Linked DNA regions of Mus musculus: region 1 is linked to region 2. A link is a contact called in public HiChIP or PLAC-seq data. All regions are on one chromosome and are shown on one strand. Each heading gives the region's core, a stretch centred on a gene start, on an enhancer-like site or on the middle of the called end of the contact. The rest is flanking DNA. Distances are from core to core; before and after follow the strand shown. Region 1 holds the start of Stimate (STIM activating enhancer). Region 2 overlaps Sfmbt1 (Scm-like with four mbt domains 1).

Evidence for each region. HiChIP or PLAC-seq counts read pairs in DNA pulled down with a chosen protein or histone mark.
Region 1: an H3K4me3 HiChIP or PLAC-seq map of the 230-238 cell line shows a contact between it and region 2, with 36 read pairs. The contact joins the promoter of Stimate here to the enhancer-like site in region 2. A contact is called at or near these places in 5 of 39 promoter capture datasets (the 3T3-L1 cell line, the C10 cell line, embryonic stem cells and 2 more), 2 of 484 Hi-C or Micro-C datasets (germline stem cells and nephron progenitors), 6 of 115 datasets of contacts at active chromatin or transcription factors (the 230-238 cell line, the HPC-7 cell line, the SCID.adh cell line and 1 more) and 2 of 9 other capture datasets (adipose tissue and macrophages).

The regions. Positions count from the first base shown.
Region 1 is chr14:30,823,899-30,827,859 of GRCm38.p6, reverse strand. It overlaps Stimate (STIM activating enhancer), which reads right to left and starts at 2,266. Exons shown (of 8, transcript NM_028839.4): 1 at 1,970-2,266. The coding sequence starts at 2,129.
Region 2 is chr14:30,760,232-30,764,244 of GRCm38.p6, reverse strand. The region is part of intron 1 of Sfmbt1 (Scm-like with four mbt domains 1); the gene reads right to left. Among named protein-coding and RNA genes, the nearest start is that of 1700087M22Rik, 16 kb to the left of the region's middle. Within about 2 kb of position 2,509, at least 31 of the 459 cell types and tissues checked have an H3K27ac peak or open chromatin away from gene starts, as enhancers often do. A contact at or near this core is called in the 230-238 cell line and the HPC-7 cell line, where this site is marked.

The sequences.
Region 1 (3,961 bases), core at 1,017-3,516, 64 kb before region 2:
GCCCAGGAGGCCTCCTGATCTAGTACAAAAGTCCTGCCACCTTGGCTTGCTCTACAGGATAGACCCAGTTGTGGCCATCTCATCTCTTGTACATAACACTACCACTCACTGGCCCAGGGCCTTCTGCCATGATCATGAAGCCCTTCCATATCGAGCCTTCCTCTGCACAGGAATGGACTTTCTCACTTAATATATGCTCGCAGGAAGTCCTTAGCAACCCTGGGATGTGTGCATAAACTCACACTGAAGATTCAGTGAGGAAGTGAGTCCCCGAAGACTTGCAGGGCCAGTACCACCACTCTGAACAAATCTACCCTGACAATTCTCATCGGTGAGCAACTCTGTCCTGACATAATGGCATGTCCCTCTCTGAATCACAAGTGAGCCTGGGAGTCACACAAATCAAATCCATGAGAACAGTCAGCTCCACACTACAAAATCCCAGGTTTTGCATAATAAAAATGAAGCCTATAGTTTCTTGAAAAAAGACAGTGGCTGGAGGAGAGAAGAGTGGGAAGGAGCAGAAGCCCATTCATAGTATCCTGAAAACACAGGCACAAAAGAATCTGCACCTGTCAGCAACCGATTCTGGTTAAGTTGTCACAAACTATCATTTTGAGAACAACTACACATTAGTTTCAGCAGAGAAAATGGCAAAGAAGCAGTGGCAAGTTGGGCACTTCTTGTTCAAAACCAAGCAGCCATAAAGAAATAGTGGTCAGAATCAGGGGCTATCCAGGGTCGCTTGAAGCCTGGGCGAGTTTGCCCAAAGAAACCTCTTGTTATAAATAAGCAAGGATAACCCTACTGCATCTGCATTCAGAGCTGCAGCAGGACACCCCCACCCCCAGTGAAGACTACATCCTGCTGGAACTCCCCATTCTGCCCACAGAGCACAGTTGTGAAAACATGTCAGTTTTGGAATTAATGCCTCTATATAATAGCTTAGTTATAACTCCTCTCTAACACATCACAGGGACACTCTCAGGTCTACGTGCCAAGAGAACTCCATCCTTTAGTGTCTGTGTGTGTGTATGTGCCCATCAGAGAAACAGCACAACCTCCCAACCCAAGGGCAAATATGACCCTTCCTCCAACCCCCATTGGGCAACAAGGGCCATCTGTGACTTCCTTCTTTACTATAAAACTCCCCAAGAAGTGCCTCTGAGACTTTCCCGGAGCCTCTAGCCTCCTCCATCAAGTCAACCAGGAGGGTTGTCAGAGTTTCACGAAAAAAGAGGAAATTTAAAAATGTAAATAACAAACGTGGTTTGGAAGAACAGCAAGCGGAAACTTCAGATACAACTTAATTGGGAAAGCTCAGGACAGAGCTGAACAGGTGAAAAGGGAGGCTGGGATGTGGGTACCGCGGCAGTCAGAGAGGATCTTCCCTGAACAATAGAGGGAGTAGGGCTGGGGGTCGCGCAGCAATGTGGGAGCACCGACTGCACTGCCCTAACACTACAGGTGGGTGTGGGTGAGTCTCCCCACACCCAACAGAGAGGGCAAACACTGGGAGTGAAGGTTCAGAGAGGAGCCCAGCATTAGGCTAGCAGACACTTAAGGGTGTGGGGGTCTAAGAGCCAAGGGGAGGAAGGCTACGAGGAGCCCCTGAGAAGAAGCTATGGGGGGGGGGGGGTAATCTCGGTCCATACCGAAAAGTGAGGTAACCTTAATTTGCGACGGCAAAGTGGGAGGGGACCAGATTTAGGCTGACATCAGACAAGAGACAGGTCTAAGGTGGAGGTGGTGAGGGGCAGGGTCACTCCTGGCCAAAAGCTCTCAGCCCAGGGTCCCGGACTCCCTTCTAGTCTCGAATAACCAGCACCGTCTCGCGGGAGAGGGAGGCACCGCAGCCCAAGGGCCCGGTGCCCAGGCCGGAACTCTAAGGGCAGGAGGGTCCCCGGGGTGGGGCTGGGACTGCGGCGGTCGACGTGGGGACGGGGAGGGGCTGGGGTCCCGGACTCACGCATCAATGTGCTGAAGGCCACGACGCCGAGCAGCCCCTGCAGGAAGATGCCGAAACTGTGCATGAGCGCGCCGCTCTCACAGCGGCCCGCCCCGGACGCGACCGTGGAGGCCGGCCCGCTCGGCAATCCGCGGCTCACGTTCCCTCCCGGGCCTTGCATGGCGGCCTGACGGGAGGGCGCGAGGGGCCGCCGGCCTCGCTGCAGCCCGGGTCGCGCTGCCCAGCCGCGACCCCGGACCTGGAGCTGGGTGCCGGTATCTCAGCCCGCGGCCGCCTCCGCGCCGCGCGTAACCCGACGTCCGAGATCGTAGAGCTTGATTGGTTGAGCCAGGCGTGAGGCGGGCTTCGATTCCCTCCGGGGCGGGGCTCTAGCCAGGGCTAGGGGCGGGGCTGGAGGAGAATCTCTGCAGGTAGGTAGAGCAGGTGAGCCAGACTGTGTAAAAGGAATCCCCAGAGCCCTGTGTTCTAGGTCATGAGAGCAGTGTCAGGGACAGTGATGGAGTCTGTTGCTAAATCCCTTTCCCCTCCAAGGCAAATCTATAAATGCCCTGGACAATTTCCTAAGAATACTCCTACATTCTGCCCTCAGATTCGGTTCACTACTTCGGAAGTGGAGTCCAGAACCTGAGGCAACATTATGCTAAGGCACGGTATTGAGTACAATAGTCTCAGCCGTCTGAGGTCTTCTTCCCACGCCAGGGATTGAGTGTTCTACTTTCATGGTCAAAAGCCAGAGGATTCAACTCACTATTCAAAGCTCCAGGGTGAATCCCTGTTCCCAAACATAATTTGTGGGGGTTTTGTTTTGAAACAGGCACTTTCTTAACCCTGCCTGTCCTCAAACTTAAAACAAGGACCTAGAAACAATGATGGCCTTGAACTCCTGATCTTCACACTCACGCACTCTAAGTGAATTATAGGTAGGTCTGTGACACCAGTCTGTCTGGTTTTGCTACTTTGCTTGAGATTGGTCTTGTTGAATTGTCCAGGCTAATCTGAACCTTTGGACAAAAAAAATGATCTTTCCACCTCAGCCTCCGAGGTAGCTAGGACTGCAGTTAAGTGCCACTACACTTGTCCCCCACCCCCACTTTAAATGGTTACTTCAATCCAGCCACTTTTCGCTTTATAAAAAGGGTGAGTTTAAGTGCAAAGTCAACATGCACAAGTCCTTGCTCTGTTCACTTCTGAGATACAACTACAAATAGAACGGATTTTGTTTTGAGACAGCATCTGGAACTCATTATGTAGCCCAGAATCTGCCCGACTTTCTCTAAAGGCATATGCCACCACACCCAGTCTGGTTTCTTTTCTTTCTTTTTTTTTTTTTTTTTACCTCCAAACCACCGGTGTGCACAGACTCCAATTTAAGTTTGTCTTACTACCCAGACCCCTAGACATCTCTGCTGTCTCTCTAGACACCTCTTGCTGGTGCCCTAGAGCTCTGACTTGTCTGCTGCATGTCAATGGGCATGTGCATGGTACAGGTCTAACCTACATCAAGGTATCTTTTTGGAACAATAAATACTAACTTTAAAGACATTTCCTCAAGAAGTTCTAATTATCAAAGAGGACTAAATGCTTTCCAAAGTTTGTTTGTTTTATTTAACAGGGATATAGACTCTGCAATCCATAGGAAATGCAATTCTGCAGCCTTTCTCTTACCGTCTCCTCGCACACCGGTATGGATACTACTCTCTAGCCCTGTGCCATGAGCTGCTGCCTAGGCGGCAAGCCACCTGTCTGCCCATCTCCACTGCACCTTCACCTTCTGTGTGCTCTGCTCCACCAGCACTTTCAGCTGTATGTATGTTGGTTCAGACAGCTAGGTCTCTCCCCTGGTATGAGCTTTCTAAAGGCAGAGCTAGTGTTGATTCACTCTTGGCACAGATTTGGCACACAGCAAATGTAAATTTACCTGAATTTTAACTTATGTATATTTAATTTATTGAAATGTAAATTTATTTAAAGTTTTTTTTATTGAAAAAGATT
Region 2 (4,013 bases), core at 1,260-3,759:
AAAAACTAGTACTAATAAATTCAATGAACACCTAAAATTGTTTACTTTTAGAGACAAGTTCTAATGCCAGACTGGCCTTTCCTCAGGACTTAAGTGATCCTCCTGGAAGCTTCTCAAATAATATCACACCTGACAAATAATGAGAAGGCATTAAAAATAGGACGCAAAAATATAAAGTGTAAAATATAGCCATTAATTTTGTTTTGTTTCAAGACTGAATCTTTCTGTGGAGTCCTGGCTGTCCTAGAACTCACGATGTAAACCAGATTCACCTTGAAGTTAACAGGTCTGTCTGCCTCTGCCTCCCTAGTGCTGGGGTGAAAAGCATGCAATACCAAGCCCAGCCATTATGAATTGTATTAATGAAACATTTTTCTTCTCAGTCAAATCCCCAAGGAAGTGTTTTACTCTGTGAAATGCTGATTTTTAAAAAAATGAACATGTATATCCAAAATAAAAAGTGAGGGTGAGAATGTAGATCAGACCCTGAGGGTACGGCATAGAGACAGATCATTTGTTAAGAGACCCTAGATTTGACTCCATTAACAAGAAAACAGCAATAACAAAACAACAATAAAATATACACACATAAATGGCTTGGGGCTGGTTAAACACTTGTCGGTTATGCAGCTCCAGATCCTGTGTCTTTTATTTGGGAACTAAATGATCTGAGTGGGATAAAAACCCCTAATATATATTTAAAAACAAGGAGGTGTAGCAAACCCCCATAATAATAATAATGATAATGATAATAATAATAACAACAACAACCACTACAGAACGTACTACATGGCTAGACTGACACCCCTGTGCCTGCTCCTCCAGTGTGGTGATTACAGATTTGGACCATTGCACTTGGCTTTTTTTTTTTTTTTTTTTTTTTTTTTTTAAAGCATGGGGCATTAGGGATCTGACCTCAGGTCCTTGTAAATCAATTCCTTTATAGACCACGCCATCTCCTCAGCCTCTGTTTAACTGAATCTCATGACAAAAGCTCTAAAGCGTTTTAAAAATAGTACTTATACTAAAGGAGTCTGTTAGTTGAATTTTGTCAACTTGACACAAACTAAAATCACCCAAGAAAAGAAACCTCAATTGAGGAACTGATTCCATAAGATTGGCCTGTAGGCATGGTGGGGCATTTTCTTGATTGATGATTAACGTTGGAGGGCTCAGCCTACTGTGGGCAGTACTAACCCTGTGCAGGTGGGCCTGGTTGTTTAAGAAAACAAGCTGAGCAAGCACAAGGGGCAAGTTAGTAATAAGCATTCTGCCATGGTCTCTACGTCAGCTCCTGCCTCCAGGTTCCTACTTGAATTCTTGCCCTGACTTCTCTCAATGATGTACTGTGATGTGCAAGTCAAACTAATTCCTTTCCCCCATAATGATTTTGGTCAAGGTTTTATCAGAGTAACAAAGAAGAAAACTAGTACTGAAACGTCTGTATTCTTACTTTTTGTTGCTGTGATAAAATACTATAATGAAGCTAACTTATAGAAGGCTGAGTTTATCTGGGCTTACGGTCCCAGGGAGATAAGAGGCCATTATGGAGGGGAGTCATAGCAGCATGGTGGCAGGAGTAGAACTTGAATGATCATTTTGTACTACAAGCAGCAGTCTGGGGAGGATGGGGGAGCTCACAACATGGTGGACACAGAGACAGAGAACAAACATAAACTGGAAATGGAAGTGAGGCGAGGCTATAGACTCTCAAAGCCCACCCATCCCCAGAGACACTACCTCTCAAACAAGGCTGTATAACTCCCTGAGTAGTGCTATCAACTGGGGACCATATGTTCAATACCTGAACCTGTGTGGTCCCAGCATTAGTAAATAGTATTTAAAGTCAATACTATCTTTCTCTGAATTTGTATGAACCACTAACATCACTTATTTAAGAAAGCTTGACAGGCGGTGGTGGCGGCACATGTTTAATCCCAGCACTCAGGAGGCAGAGTCACGTGGATCTCTGTGAGTTTGAGACCAGCCTGATCTCCAGAGTGAGTTCCAGGACAGCCAGGGCTACAGAGCAGCTTTGTCTTGGGGGAGGGAGGGAGGGAAGCTCTATACAGTAATAGCAACGATAGTATAAGCTGCTACAGAATTCTTTTGTTTGGTTGGTTTTTTTTGTTTTGTTTTGTTTTCATTTTTTGAGACAGGTTTCTCTGTAACGCCCTGGCTGTCCTGGAACTCACTTTGTAGACCAGGCTGGCCTCGAACTCAGAAATCCGCCTGCCTCTGCCTCCCAAGTGCTGGGATTAAAGGCACATACACGGTAAAATTGTTTAGTTAAACAAAGGGCAAAAGCTTTTTCAAAGAAGATTATATTGATTGATTGATTGATTGATTGATTGATTGATTTTATATGAGTACATTGTAGGTGTCTTTGGACCCACCAGAAAAGGGCATCAGATCCCATCATAAATGGTTTTGAGTCACCATGTGGTTGCTCGGAACCGAACTCAGGACCTTTGGAAGAGCAGTCAGTAATCTCTGAGCCATCTCTCCATCCCCCCAGAATTCTTTCTTATTTACTCATTAATTATTTGCTTAGTACAGATTAACTGACATATCATACTCTAGGTAAAGGAATATTCTGGGATAAAAAATAAGAAAAAACCTACCTCATTATTCTACAATGCAGAATAAGTAAATGGTAGATAACCCCTATAATACATTTGATGAAAAAATGTTACTGGAAAAGCTATAAGAGGCAGGAAGTACTACTTTCAGTTGAGTGATCAAGGTCTTAATGTAGAAGACATGAGCCAACAACTGAGGGGAAGTAAGGAAACAAACCATATAGACAGCTGCAGAAACAGGAAGTACAAGACCCTGACTCAGGAGGCTGTGTAATGTTAGAGGCCACTGTATTTGGAAAAGAATGATAAAGTCACTAGGAAATGAACTCAAGAAGTTTTCAGGGAATCACATTACATAAGAACACATGTATAATGCTGGTCCTAGTGGCACACGCACTTGGGAGGCATTTGGGAGGCAGAGGCAGAAGGATCTCTGTGAGTTCAATGTTAGCCTGGTCTACGTAGTGAGATGCAAGGACAACCAACGCTACGTTTGTGAGACCCTGCCTCAAAAAGAAAAAAGAAAAAAGTCAATGCTGTATCCCGAAAAGAACACGTGTAGGCTGCTGTGAAGATTTTGGCTTTGGGAAGACACTGGTGAACTATGAGCAGAAGATGGACATAACCTGACTTTTTAAAGGGTCACTCTGTGGCTATGTTGAACAGCACTGAATCAGACTATAAGCAAAAGCAGAAACAAAGATCAATTTTAAAGGTACTGGAAGAGTCCTGGTGAGAGGAGCACAGATTCATGAGGTAAGCTTGGGTCTAAACAACTGAAAGGATGGAACTGTGGCAAAGACTGGAACTGTTAGAGATGAGTGGCTCTGGCAAGAGAGCACCCATTACCCAGAAACTAGGGGCACATGCCTGTCTGCTTTCATCACTATTAAATCTTGGTTCCTTAGGCTTTCGAGGAAACGTTGCCAGGTAACAGAAATGTAATTATACCTATGTATATGTGTTAATTTTTGGTTTATGTTATTTTCATATGCTAAGCTTCACCCGAGTATAATAAAGCGCCCCCCCCCCCTTTTAATCTAGAACAGGGTTGATCTTGGGGAGGAGGGCGCTCTGGGCTTTTCACCTTGCAGCTTTCCTGTGAGCTTCAATCCCACCTTACATTTCTCTCTCTCTACATGTACTGACCAGTCCTGAAGGTATTTCCCCATGCTATCATTCATTTACACTAACTTTAAAAACAGGTTATTTTTACTTTATGTGTACAGGTGTTTTGCTTGCACATATGTCTACAGAGTGAGCACTACTTTTGGTTCAGGGCCCTCAGAGGGCAGAAGGAAGCACTTTATATCCTGCAACTGGACTTGCAAACATTTATAACCTGCCACATGGGTGCTGGGAAGCAAATCTGAGTCCTCTGGGAGAGAAGTCAGTGCTCTTAACTGCTAAGCCATCTTTCCAGCCCCTATA